3 separate regions of the Mus musculus genome follow, and regions 1 and 2 are each linked to region 3. A link is a contact called in public HiChIP or PLAC-seq data. All regions are on one chromosome and are shown on one strand. Each heading gives the region's core, a stretch centred on a gene start, on an enhancer-like site or on the middle of the called end of the contact. The rest is flanking DNA. Distances are from core to core; before and after follow the strand shown. Region 1 overlaps Mical3 (microtubule associated monooxygenase, calponin and LIM domain containing 3). Region 2 has its middle 17 kb from the start of Pex26. Region 3 overlaps Atp6v1e1 (ATPase, H+ transporting, lysosomal V1 subunit E1).

Region 1 (3,866 bases), core at 471-2,970, 320 kb after region 3:
CCGTGCCAGGAGTCCTAAATTTCATCCCTAGCACGGGGGTGGGGTGGGGTGGGGCTGTAGTTAAGGAAATCGGCTCCTTTTATTGTGCCTTTTCATTTGGGGAGAGGTTTGAGTACTGAGCATACTTTTATCATAAAATGAACCAGTTACAATTTCAAAGCAACCACCTCTTAGTCCCAGAAAAAGATGGGACAGAGAAGGGTTGAGGAAAAAATGTCCCATCTGTCCAGAATTTATGGCCTTTTAGGTCCTCAAACCACATCACTGGTTGGAAGTCCTCAGTAAGTTCTGTCCCCTTGCTTAGAGAGCCCTCTGTGTGCATGGAGAGCATCAATGTCCACCCCAATACCCTGCACGAAGCAGCCAGACTACAGACCTTCACCCTTGTACCAACCTCCTTAGGAAAATGAAGTCAGGAGTATATCAGCCCACCTGGTGTCTGGGGCCAGGCACCATAGAATCCATAGAATTTGCCTAAATTTTCTGAAAAGGGAACCCTGACTCTGAAAGCCCAAGGGCAGAGTCTGCAGGTGATCAATTCTGTCAGCTCAGGCAAGACCGCTCACCCCTGCTGACTCTGTGCCTGGCCCAAGGAAGGCCCCTTTTAAAAGGTGAGGTCAGGTCCAATGAAAGGACCAACGCACTTGTTACCAAGCTTGGGACCTGTGTTCAATCTCTGAGCCATACGGTGGAGGGAGAGAACTAATTCTTTAAAAAAAAAAACAAAACAAAACACAACGTATTTATCTTATGCATATGTGTACACTGTAGCTAGCTGTCTTAAGACACAACAGAAGAGGGCATCGGATCCCATTACAGATGGTTGTAAGCCACCATGTGGTTGCTGGGATTTGAACTCAGAGCCTTCAGAAGAGCAGTCAGTGCTCTTAACTGCAGAGCCATCTCTCCAGACCCAAGAACAAATTCTTACAAGTTGTCCTCTGACTTCTTATTGTGTATCATGGCTCAGAAGCATAAACAGACACAATAAATAAATAAATAAATAAATAAGAAAGCACCACAGGTTCGCTCCCTAGAATTGAGAAAACATGCAGCATAAAACAATAACAACAAATTTGTTTTTCAAGACAAGGTTTCTCTGCGTAGTGTTGGCTGTCCTGGAACTTGTAGACCAGGCTGAACTCATACTCACAAAGATTCTCCTGCCTCTGCCTTCCTGGTGCTGGAATTAGGCAGTGCAACACCAACACTTGGCTCTACAATTTAAAAACAATTTAAAACAACAACTCAAAAAAAAAAAAAACCAAAAAACACACAAACAAACAAACAAACAAAAAAACAAAAAAACCACTGTAGGCCAGGCATCTTTAATTCCAGCACTCAAGAGGCAGAGGCAGGTGGATCTCTGTGAGTTCAAGGCCAGCTCTGGCATACAAAGTGAGTTCCAGGACAGCCAGGGCTATACAGAGAAACCCTGTCTCAGAACAAACAAACAAACAAACAAACAAACAAACACAAAGCCAAAATCACAACAACAAAACAATCTGCCCCCCCTCCAACACTTGGGAGAAGAAAAGCAGGATTGAAAAGGGCTGAAGGTTTACTACAGAAGCTCAAGCGTCCACGAGGTTGGTTACCAACGGGTTCCATACAGCATTGCTTCACCCCCCAGGCCTCCTGGGGCAGTAGGGCAAGAGGTGGCCAGAACTTCCCTGCCAGGCTCCTCCTCTTGGATCACCCTGCCAGTTCACCCAGAATGCTGTGCAAACATCATCGTCCATGTGTGCTGACACATGACACATGGACCTAGGATTTCACAAGGCCATGCACCCGGGGCTCCTGGGCCGGGACACTTGCTGGCATTGGCTGGCTTCCTGCTGGACGTCTGTGGCTTTTGCCCACCCAGCATCCCCACACATGGGAATGGGATATGAAGGCTGCAAGGTGAGCATTTCACCCAAGGTCCTGTCATCCCATCTACCAGCTGGTGGCAGGGAGCCCGGCTCCACCCAGGAGCTCTGACCTTTCTTCCTGGAATTTGAGTGGGAAGCACAAAGCCACAGAAAGATGAGCAAGAGTTTTTCCAGCCAAGAACACCCTGCAGGGACAAGCTAGTTACCTTTCTGTTTAGATCCCCTTGGCTGGCTGCCTGGTTCCAGTCCTTCCTGACACCTGGGAACTACCTTTTCATGAAGCTAATTCATAGCCTCTCTCTCTCTCTCTCTCTCTCTCTCTCTCTCACTTTCCTTCCCCTTCCAAAAGTTAGCCCAAGAGCCTATTTCTGTTGTTTGCAATGCACCCCCAACAACTGCCACCCTCCTGCCTCTCCTTCACCTCACCCATGTCATTGCCACCTATTTGTCTACAAAGTACTAAAAATCATTGAGCCGTGGAACTCTGTAGAGACACTAGGGTATTTTCCCAAGGTCACACAACTAAGGAGATCATGGCCAGAATTTGAACTCACATTTTGGTATAAAGGCATGAGGGGAGTGATATGACGCACAGCCAAGATGAGTTCAAATGCTTGCCTTCCTGTAGGCTGCCACATGAAAATCCAAGTCATGTCACTGTCAGAACTGCATTGACTCTAAGTGAGAGAAACAGCTACAGCAATGCCACCTTTCTGTGTTCTCTAGGGCTGCCGGAAATGCTGCATATATAAGTGTCCGGCCTGGGGTATGCACTGGTTAGATTGGCTGCCCTAAAAGTGCAAATTACAGCCACCTAGTGAGTAAACACAGTAACTGAGGCCGGGTCTAGTCCAAAGATCTATGTAGATCTACTGCCTCTAAGTAGATCCAGATAGAATCTCAAAAATCTCTCTCTCTCTCTCTTTCTGCCCATCTCTATCACAACACACACAATATACACACATACATATACACACACATAGATACATACATACACTCACACATACATATACACATGCATACACACATATACACACAAACACAATACATACATACACACACATAAACACATATATACACATACACATATTCACACAAACACACATGCAAAAATACACATACATAGACACACATAGACACATATATACACACATACATATGTACACACACATATATATATATACATACACATAGACACATACACACATACATACACATATACACACACATACATACACATATACACACAAATACACACATATACAATACATACATACACACACATAGACACATACACACATACATACACATACACACACAAACATACACATACACAATACATACCTACACACATACATATACATATATACACAAACACACATGCAAAAATGCACACACATACATAGACACATATATGCACACATACATATGTACACACATCACACATGTATACGCACACACACACACTCTCATGCATATGAAGGTTAAAGGACAACTTCTAGGAGTTGGTTCTCCCCTTTCACCGTGTAGGTCCCAGGAATCAAACTCAGGCTGTCAGGCTTAGCAGTGGGCGCCTTTACCCAACAAGTCGTTTCAATGGTCCCCACACTAGATTTTAAAACCTGGACATCTCTCAGTGTCTAGTCTATGGAATGCCTACTAGGAAGTCCAGATGCCCCTGGAGATGGGGAGAGCATGGAGCATATGTAAATATGCACTCACTTTAACTCTCCTCTGCTGCCTTCGGAGAAGGAACAGAGCCCGGATGTCCACCCTCTTTGGGATGGGAAAGAGAACTGGATAGGGGAAGAAGGGTCAACCAAAACTAAGTATGTCTGAAAATGGCAAAAGGAAATTTGCTACTTTGCATGTTAAAATAAAAAAAAAAAAAATAGGGCCCAGAGGCACTCTATCTGAGGCTCGGCTGAGGTTGTGTTGCAGGTCATAGGTTAAGCAGAGTCTGGGAGGCATTGGTGGGAGACTTTAGAAGCC
Region 2 (4,346 bases), core at 312-2,811, 370 kb after region 3:
GTGTGTAGAGGAGCAGGGCTGGGGGAGGGTATAGGAGACTTTGGGATAGCAATTGAAATGGAGATGAAGAAAATATCTAATAAAAAAAATGGCAAGTGTGTGGGGGCGGGGTGGAGAGAATGGCGACACAGACAAAGTGCTTGCTATTTTTCCAAAGAACTTGGGTTCATATGTAAGCTGGATGCTGGGGTAAAAACTGGGGAGCTGGATGCTAATAGTTAGTACTTGGGAGACAGAGGTGGGAGGGTCACAAGTTCAAGGCCAACCTGAACTACACAGTGAGCTCAAATTGAGTTTGGGCAACCCAGTAGGATTCTGCTCTCGACTCCTCATACACACACAAAAGTGTTCCTACCATGACCAGTGTTATCATCATCCCCATCCTTCACAGAACTATTTTCTTCAGAAAAACCAAAACTCTGTTCCTCACACCATCACCAGCCCATGGAATTCTATAACGTTCTCGGTGAACTTGGCTATTCTAGGAGCCTCTTATAAGTGGTATCAAGAAATATTTTCTCTTTGTAGCTGACTGAATTTGCTTACTATAATGTCCTTAAGTGTCAGAATTTTCTTCCCCTGAAAGGCCAACTAATATCTCACTATATATACATCGAATTTTAATTATGCTGTGCAATAAAAAATGTAGTTTACATTATGATCTACTACATGCAAATATATTATTGAAATGATCTCATTGGTAGGTTTTTGTTCAATGTGTATTGTCTAAGTAAACATTATAGCTCCAAATCATACAACCTTTAGGTGAAGTGCTTGGACATGCTCATGTTTCTTTAAAACATAATCCTGTTACAACCCTCTAATCAATTTCACGACACAGTAATGGGCTCTGATCCCTAGTTTGTAAAGAAATGGTCTGTTTAGACAGTGAAGTTATCCAGGAAATCAGCAAGGCTTGGTGTGGAGTGGTGCCAGAACCCTGAATAAATCTGGATGGGCAAAAACTGCGGCGTGCATTTGTCTTCATGAATGACCTGCAACTGCAGTGCAAGCTATTAAATTTAGGCCCAGACTATCAGTTTGTATTAAGTATAAACAGAATAATTCAAGGGCATGCTGACTCTCTCCATCAGACTGCAGCTGGTACAGGTCTTTTGCTTGGATTTATTCGCTGCCAGTGACCATTGCTCCTCCTCCCCTTTCCTTTCTTCTTCCTCTTCTTCTCCTTCTCTTCCTCCTTCCTTCCCCCTCCTTTCCCTTCCCCTCCTCCTTGCCTTCCTCCTCTTTTTCAAATCTCCTTTGTCCCCAGGCTCCTCTCTGCTCTGGGAATGGGGAATAGGACCCAAGACAGGGATGGTGGCCGCTAGGTCTCCCAGAATCCCCAGAGGTCTAGAATACCACAAGGAGGAGCACTGTGTGTATTGGATGGTGTGTGAGGCGAGCCTCCAGGCTGCATGCACTCTAGGCTGTGCCTTGCCAAGAGTGGAGTGCAGCCTTTGGGAAGTACAGAGGATGGAGCACGGGCCTCCCATCAGGATGTTCAGAGCCTCTCACCATTGCCTTCCTGGGTCACTGCTCTCTCAGCTGTGTCTGTTAAATATTAACGACCCAATGTCCCCAGAGAGTCACTATCGTTAATTAGCTAATCTCTGTGGCATCTCACAGGGTGAGGTCAGGCAGTCAGCATGTGAATAGCAAAGAAAAATTAAGCAGGAGGGGAGGGGAATCTGGGCTCCGTCTCTATCTCTCTGGCCTCCCGTATTCTGTACAGCTGTGGCCGTCGAGGACACGGCCGATTCTACTTTTGGCACACAGGCCTAAGAGTGGTATAGGAGAGGTCACACTGAGCGCTCTCAGCTGAGGACTCGGAGTTTGCAAAGGTCCGGGAATGAGGAAGGATTTGACTTGTTCAGAAAAGCTGGTCTGAGGTTGTTCCCACCACAGACGTAGAAGTCAATGTCAGGCAGCTAGGTAGGGACTAGGTGGGAACTTGTCAGGATGTGGTAGGGGCTGTGTGATTTAACCAGCGAGAGGCATAGAGAACCTCAGGCTGGGCCATCTGGGTAGCGAAAACTTTATACCTTGAGAATACCTACAAAGCTGGGTGGCACAGCACTTGCCTGGCATCAAGGAGGCCCTGGGTTTTAGCCCCAGCACCAGGTAGAGGAAGGAGAGGGAGGGAAAATGGGGTGGGGAATGAATATCCATAAAATATGCTAATTGGATTGGAGGTTCAATTGTTCGAAAACTTAAAAGATTTTTATGCTACTCTTCTGCATATGGCTGTCCCTATTACTCAAGGTTCTGTTTGAGCAATGACTGTGTTTTACCCTTATAACCTAGTGAGGTAAAAGTGCTCAGGACGTCCTCATAGCTCTGTCCCAACCCCATAGCCTTTTCCTAGTTCTGCATGAACTAGTTCCTTCTAGAGAAGGAACCTGGATGTTCTCGCCCATACCTAGCTTTCTACACTACTCCCAGGTTACCCCCTCCAACCCTGTTTCCTCTGCTTAACCTTGCCAGCCCTTGCTTGCACCTGGCCTAGCTAGGAGAAAGGGCCCCTTGGGGTCCTCATACGTGGGTCTGCAGGGGTAGCACTGTGCCCTGTCAGCATGTCTGATGGGCATCGAGAATTTGGTTCTCTCTAAGAGAGAAGAATGAGGCTCGGTCTAGACTCACCCCACTGGCCAACCCAATGCCCCAGGACCCATTCCCAGCACCACAAACACTTTTAGACTAAGATGATTAAGCCTGACTGTTGGGCATGCCTGAAGGATTGTTTCAGCCCCCACACCTCCTAAGGGATGGGCTGCTGAGGGTCAGGATCAGCTACAGCCAATGGTAGAGCAAGACCCTGTCTCGAAAGAGGAAAAACGAACCAATCAGGGCTGGCCCACAGTTCAGTGAGTGGTAGCTGGTGTTAGGAACTTGGGAAGAAGCTGCTGGCACAAAGGCATTGGGAGCCTCTGCTCCTCAGACGCTGACCATCTGCTGAGGGATCCCAGGGCTGCTGAGAAGGCCCATTTAACCCAGGCCACTCTGCACACTGAAGACCACTGTTCTGTGCCGCCAAGGGCTGAGGAGGTGCCGCAGGGCATCCTGACCTAGTGAATGGTTGTCTTTGGGAGCCATGCTCTCTCCTCCTGGCAGGGCCAGCTAATTTACTGCAGATCTGAGCAGCTCCTGAGGAGTCTCAGGAAGGCCACAGTCTGGCCCCCGGCATAGAATGCTGGGGCAGGAAGTGCTTCTTGGGGGTCGCACATTAGCTTCAAGCAGACAATCCCTGCTGTGGAAATCTACTTAAACACTGCCCGAATCAAAAAGGTTCCTCTTTAATTTCAGCCTTGTGTTCCTGTCCTCGTGACTCCCAGCTAAGTAGTGATTCTCTTCTTATTTTGTCGACGCCAGCCCTATATTTTAGTTTTCACCTCTGCTCCAAGTTTTCACCTCTGCTCCCTCTCTGAGGCTGAGGGAGGAGGCTGATCTGTGGTTTAGAGAGAGTTCAGGCCACCCACATCCCCGGCCTTAGGAAGAGGAGCAAAAGGAACTCACATCCAAGAACACAGCGTGCCCTCTTTTCAAAGGGCTGCTTTGGTAAGTTCCCTCAGGGCAGCCTGGGGTAGACAAGACCAGGATGTGGAGTAAAGAATGAGGGGGAGGCAGAGCTTGTGTGGAGAAGTCAGACTTCTAGGTAATGGGTGTGTTTTGAGTCAGGTGTTAGGCCTGGAAAATTCTCACCACTTTCTTTCTTTACTACAAGAGACCTGGCTACTCATTAAGCCAAGGGATTCTTCTCATTCATTTAATAACATTCACAGACCTAGGGTCTGGAGAGAGGGCAGAGAGGTTAAGAGCATTGGCTGCTCTTCCAGAGGACCTGGGTTCGATTCCTAGCACCCACATGGCAGCTCACAACTTTCTTGTTACTCCAGTTCAGGGTAGCAGACTCCCTCTTTTGGACTCTTTGGTCACCAGGTGTGCATGCAGTGCGCTGACAGATACAGGCAAAACACCCGTATACATAAAATAATAAATTTAAAAATTAAAAAGAACCAACATATCCACACGCTCCCTCCACGTGTCAGAAGTCAGAAACACGGAAATAACATGTACAGCTGGACTCCCAAGGAGTTAATAGTTGAGTGAGAATTCACTTAAGAATTACTGCATATCAGTAAATAGGGGGAGGGGTGCTCTAAGTGCACAGACTGGAGCCCGGTATGGGGGACACAGGCCTTTGATCTCAGGCCCTCCCTCAGTAAGAGGAGCAGAGAGATGTTGTGTACCAGGTCAGCCTGAGCTCTGAGAACATGTCTTAAAACAAAGCAAGCCCTCCAAAAGGAGGAGAAGGAAGAGGAGGAGGAGGGAGAAAACCAACAGCAACA
Region 3 (3,936 bases), core at 385-2,884:
TTTTTACTGGTCTGGGGCTTGCATGACTCAGCTAGGGTAGATGGCCAACGAGCCCAAAGAATCCTCCTGCATCTGCTTCCCCATGGCTGGAACTAGAAACATGTCACCATGCCTGACTTTATGTGGCTTCTTTCTCTCTCTCCTTCCTTCCTTCCTTTTCTATATATTTATATAAACTTTACATCCTAATCACAGCCCCCCGCCCCCGTCCTACCCTTACAGATCCCTCCTCCTATTGCCCTCTCCCCTTCTCTTTGGAGAACAGGAACCCCATCCTGGAACAGCTAGTCCCATGAGGACTAGGCACATCCTCTCCCACTGAGACCTAACCAGGCAGTCCAGGTAGAGGAAAGGGGTCCAATGGCAGGGAACAGAGACCAAGACAGCCAGTCCCCTCTCCACTTGTTAGGGGACTCACATGGAGACCAAGCTGCACATTTGTCCAGCTCCTGCATGCTCCCTGGTTGGTGGCCACACTCTGGCCCTCATGGTCTCAGGTTAGTTGACTCTGTGGGTCGTCTTGTGGTGTTCTTGACCCCTCCAGCTTGCTCACCCCTACCCCACTCTCCCCCAAGACTCCCTGAGCTCCTGCTGATGTTTACCTGTGAGTCTCTGCATCTGCTGCTGATGGATGAAGCCTCCCAGGAGACCTCAGCTCCTCAAGCTTATGAGGCAAGAACTTTACTCACTGAGCTATTTATCTCTCATCTCCGCTAACTCCCCATCTGCAGGACTGGCTAGCACAGAGGGCTAACTAGCTCTAGGCCTCCTGAAGATGATGCACAAGTGCTCTGGCTACAAGACACGCACTTTCATTTCAGCATACTGCACTCTCTGGGAGACAGGGTCCCAACCTGCAGCTCAGACCGGCCTCACAGTAACCCTCCATCAGTCTCCCAATCAGCTACCACATCTGGCTAACCTACTCTGTATTTGTATGTTTGTTTTTGTTCTTTCTAGACAGGGTTTCTCTGTGTAGCCCTGGCTGTCCTGAAACTCACTCTGTAGACCAGGCTGGCCTCGAACTCACAGAGATCTGCCTGTCTCTAGGCATGCACCACCACACCCAGTTGAAACTATACTCCTAAATAAGGGATTAAGAAAGTCAACAGAAACTGTTAACCCATGTCTGGAAGATGACCAGCACTTTAGGCTTGTATCCTTGGGTTCAGTGTACAAATGTGGAGACATGAAGATCAGCGTTGAGTTCTCTGCAGTAAGTGCCAGCCGACACGTAACCAGAGTCTGCACTCACCTGCTGGGCTATCAGGTCCAGCCGGCTTTCCAGGGTGTTGGAAACCTTTATCTTGCGATCCCCATTATAGATCTCAACGCCACCAGCTCTACAGAGAACACAGGAAGTAATGTCACGGGCTTGAGATGTATGTCCATGACACGACACTTACCCGACTCCTACCCTCAGCACAGGACAGCCTCGGCATGTAAAGTGTACAGACAGGGCAACACTAATCCCACAGCGTCAGAGAGAACTCACAGTGCTCGCACACAGGGTACAGTGACTGTTGAGCACAGCCATGGGGCTGCAGCGTGCTGTTCAATTCTAGCCAGCCCTTCCCAGCAAGGTAGAAACCAGCTTCAATTCTCTTAGCTATGAGTCACCAGGCAGCCTATGGAGAGGCGGCACCTGCATGCTGCTGACAAAGGAAGGACAGTGACTCAACATGCCTGGCTGCCTAGTGCCTGCCTCTAGCCACCCTCACGTGTCACCTCACTCCTCAAAGCCTCTCAGCACTCAAGAGACATACACAGGTCAACTGTATTTCAAGGAACCATGGGGAACAAGATTCACCTACAAATGACCAGTTCTGTCAATTACCAAGATAAATGGACTATCAGACAAGGACCCAGATACTACTTGAGACAACATTTCACTAGGTAGCCCAGGCTAGCCTAGGACTTACCATCTAAAATCCTCCTGCTTCTGTGGAGATTACAGGCACGTGCCATTATGCACAGGTGGGAAAGGATTGGTACTTCCTCCTTGGGATGTTCGGTGGCTGATGGCCACAGCTGTACCAATCTCCCCCTTTCTGTGCCTCCCTCTTTTTTTCCAGTCTCCATAGCACTAAAGATGTTGCTCTGCTGAGATCCTGACTCCTGGGTGTTTTGTGGGGGAATGTGAGGACAGGAAGGGAGAGAATAAGCAAAAATGACCTCAGCAGGCACTGAGTGTCAGCTTTCTTCTCTTTCCTTCTGTGTTTTGAGACAGGGTCTCCCTGCATGGTTCAAACTGGCCTCAAACACTCTATCATCAATTGGAGCCAAGAGGCTGAGAGGTGATCAGCCTCCTGAGCAAGCACAGCACTCCTGATGAGCCTACAGCTTCCTAACTTCACAGCAACCTGAGTCTCGTGTACGAGATGTAGTAGATGAGGAAATGCACTCTGAGAAACCAAAAGGAGTAGTAACCACATTAAACAAATACCACTTAACCCAAAACAGTAAGCCTGCAATCTCTTAACTGTAATATTAAACCTCAAAAGGCTCTGAAAGCCACGCATCCTTCAGATAAGAACTGCCTGCCTCTTGTCATCTGGCAGAAACTAGCAGATCTTGACCTATTTATCTTGCATAGCATGAAAATTGCCAATTTTTGTTTTCTGTTTTCAAACAAGGTGTAGTTATGTTGCCCAGGTTGGCAGCTACACCGCTGGTAGGATGTGCATCTCCACGTTGCTGGCCATGAACTCCTGACAATCTTCTGCTACAGCATCCCAAGGACTGTGATTACAGGAAGGTGCCCCATGCCTAGCTTTTCCTGTGTGTCAATTGGGAAATGTTAGTATACCTGGCCATGACAGTGCTGTCTTAGACTTGAAGATACTACACAATGGGAAGCATCGGCACTTTGTCTGTCTTTGGTGCTGATGATGGGACTTGATCTCACACCTGCTATGCACGCTCTCAACTACCGAGCTGCACCCCAGCCCACGTCATTGCTATTCTGCTCTCTGAAATTCAATACATGTCTGATGACAAGGTCCCAGGAGGATCAGCCAGCCCTGTACCTGATGTCTCTGCACTGTCTGCTCAGTTTCCACAGCACATCGGCACCACTGAGCACGCCTAGACATGATCTCATTTCAAATGCTTCAATTTACTCAAGTCAGCTGGGCATGGTGAGCCATGCCTGTGATCCCAGCCTCCTGGCTGCTGTGAACAAAACCAACCTAGTCTACAGAATGAAATCCTGTCTCATCCTCTTACCACCAGAATAACAAAAACAAAAAAACCAAAACTGAAGCCAAGGCTCAAAGAGACAAAATAAGTGTTGCATCACCACTCAGACAGCCCTCAGCCGAGTAAAGCAAACCCACATCTGACTCACGCTTTCATGACATCCTGGGTTCTACCTGGTGTAGCAAGAAATAAAACAAACCCTCAAACCCCAAATCTATTTTTGACGGCCAATGTTCGTTCTCAACCATGTCACAGCCCCAAGCCTCAGCTCTTTCCATTTAGCTCAAGGTTTCCCAAGACCCTGCTCCAGGCTAGGCAATGGTAGCAATGTGATGTCAGACAGAAAGCTCTGGGCACCAACACTAATTTCCAACAGCGAACAGGATTATGTTCCACACTCCCATGCACAAAGTGTTGCCGCCCTGACCTCAAGACCAGCTTGAAGGAATGACAGGAAAACAGACGCAGGTACCTGGAGGATACAGCCACACCTTTCTCCTGCAGCAAAGACCTCACCCAAGAAAACAGTGTTCTTAGGGCTGAGGACTAAATCCAGGATGGGCTTTCCCACTGTACTGGCTGATTTTGTGTCAAGTTGATACAACTAGAGCCAGCAGAAGGGAAGGAGACTCAGTTGAGGACATGCCTCCATGATATCCAGCTATAGATAAGGCATTTTCTCAATTAGTGATCAATGGGGGAGGGCCCAACTGAGGGGGCTGGAGAGATGGCTCA

Evidence for each region. HiChIP or PLAC-seq counts read pairs in DNA pulled down with a chosen protein or histone mark.
Region 1: a contact with region 3 is called in a FOXA1 HiChIP or PLAC-seq map of pancreatic cancer cells. The contact joins two enhancer-like sites. A contact is called at or near these places in 3 of 484 Hi-C or Micro-C datasets (the G1E-ER4 cell line, cerebral cortex and cortical neurons), 1 of 115 datasets of contacts at active chromatin or transcription factors (pancreatic cancer cells) and 1 of 9 other capture datasets (macrophages).
Region 2: a contact with region 3 is called in an HNF4G HiChIP or PLAC-seq map of pancreatic cancer cells. The contact joins two enhancer-like sites. A contact is called at or near these places in 1 of 15 datasets of contacts at CTCF or cohesin (pro-B cells), 10 of 484 Hi-C or Micro-C datasets (B cells, CD4 T cells, the G1E-ER4 cell line and 4 more), 2 of 115 datasets of contacts at active chromatin or transcription factors (embryonic stem cells and pancreatic cancer cells) and 2 of 9 other capture datasets (embryonic stem cells and liver).

Annotation. Positions count from the first base shown.
Region 1 is chr6:121,121,106-121,124,971 of GRCm38.p6, forward strand. All of the region lies in intron 1 of Mical3 (microtubule associated monooxygenase, calponin and LIM domain containing 3), which reads right to left. Among named protein-coding and RNA genes, the nearest start is that of Mical3, 8.0 kb to the right of the region's middle. Within about 2 kb of position 1,721, at least 37 of the 459 cell types and tissues checked have an H3K27ac peak or open chromatin away from gene starts, as enhancers often do. A contact at or near this core is called in pancreatic cancer cells, where this site is marked.
Region 2 is chr6:121,164,745-121,169,090 of GRCm38.p6, forward strand. It overlaps a transcript of Mical3 not described here. Among named protein-coding and RNA genes, the nearest start is that of Pex26, 17 kb to the right of the region's middle. Within about 2 kb of position 1,562, at least 56 of the 459 cell types and tissues checked have an H3K27ac peak or open chromatin away from gene starts, as enhancers often do. A contact at or near this core is called in pancreatic cancer cells, where this site is marked.
Region 3 is chr6:120,796,622-120,800,557 of GRCm38.p6, forward strand. It overlaps Atp6v1e1 (ATPase, H+ transporting, lysosomal V1 subunit E1), which reads right to left. Exons shown (of 9, transcript NM_007510.3): 8 at 1,256-1,343. Among named protein-coding and RNA genes, the nearest start is that of Atp6v1e1, 24 kb to the right of the region's middle. Within about 2 kb of position 1,635, at least 87 of the 459 cell types and tissues checked have an H3K27ac peak or open chromatin away from gene starts, as enhancers often do. A contact at or near this core is called in pancreatic cancer cells, where this site is marked.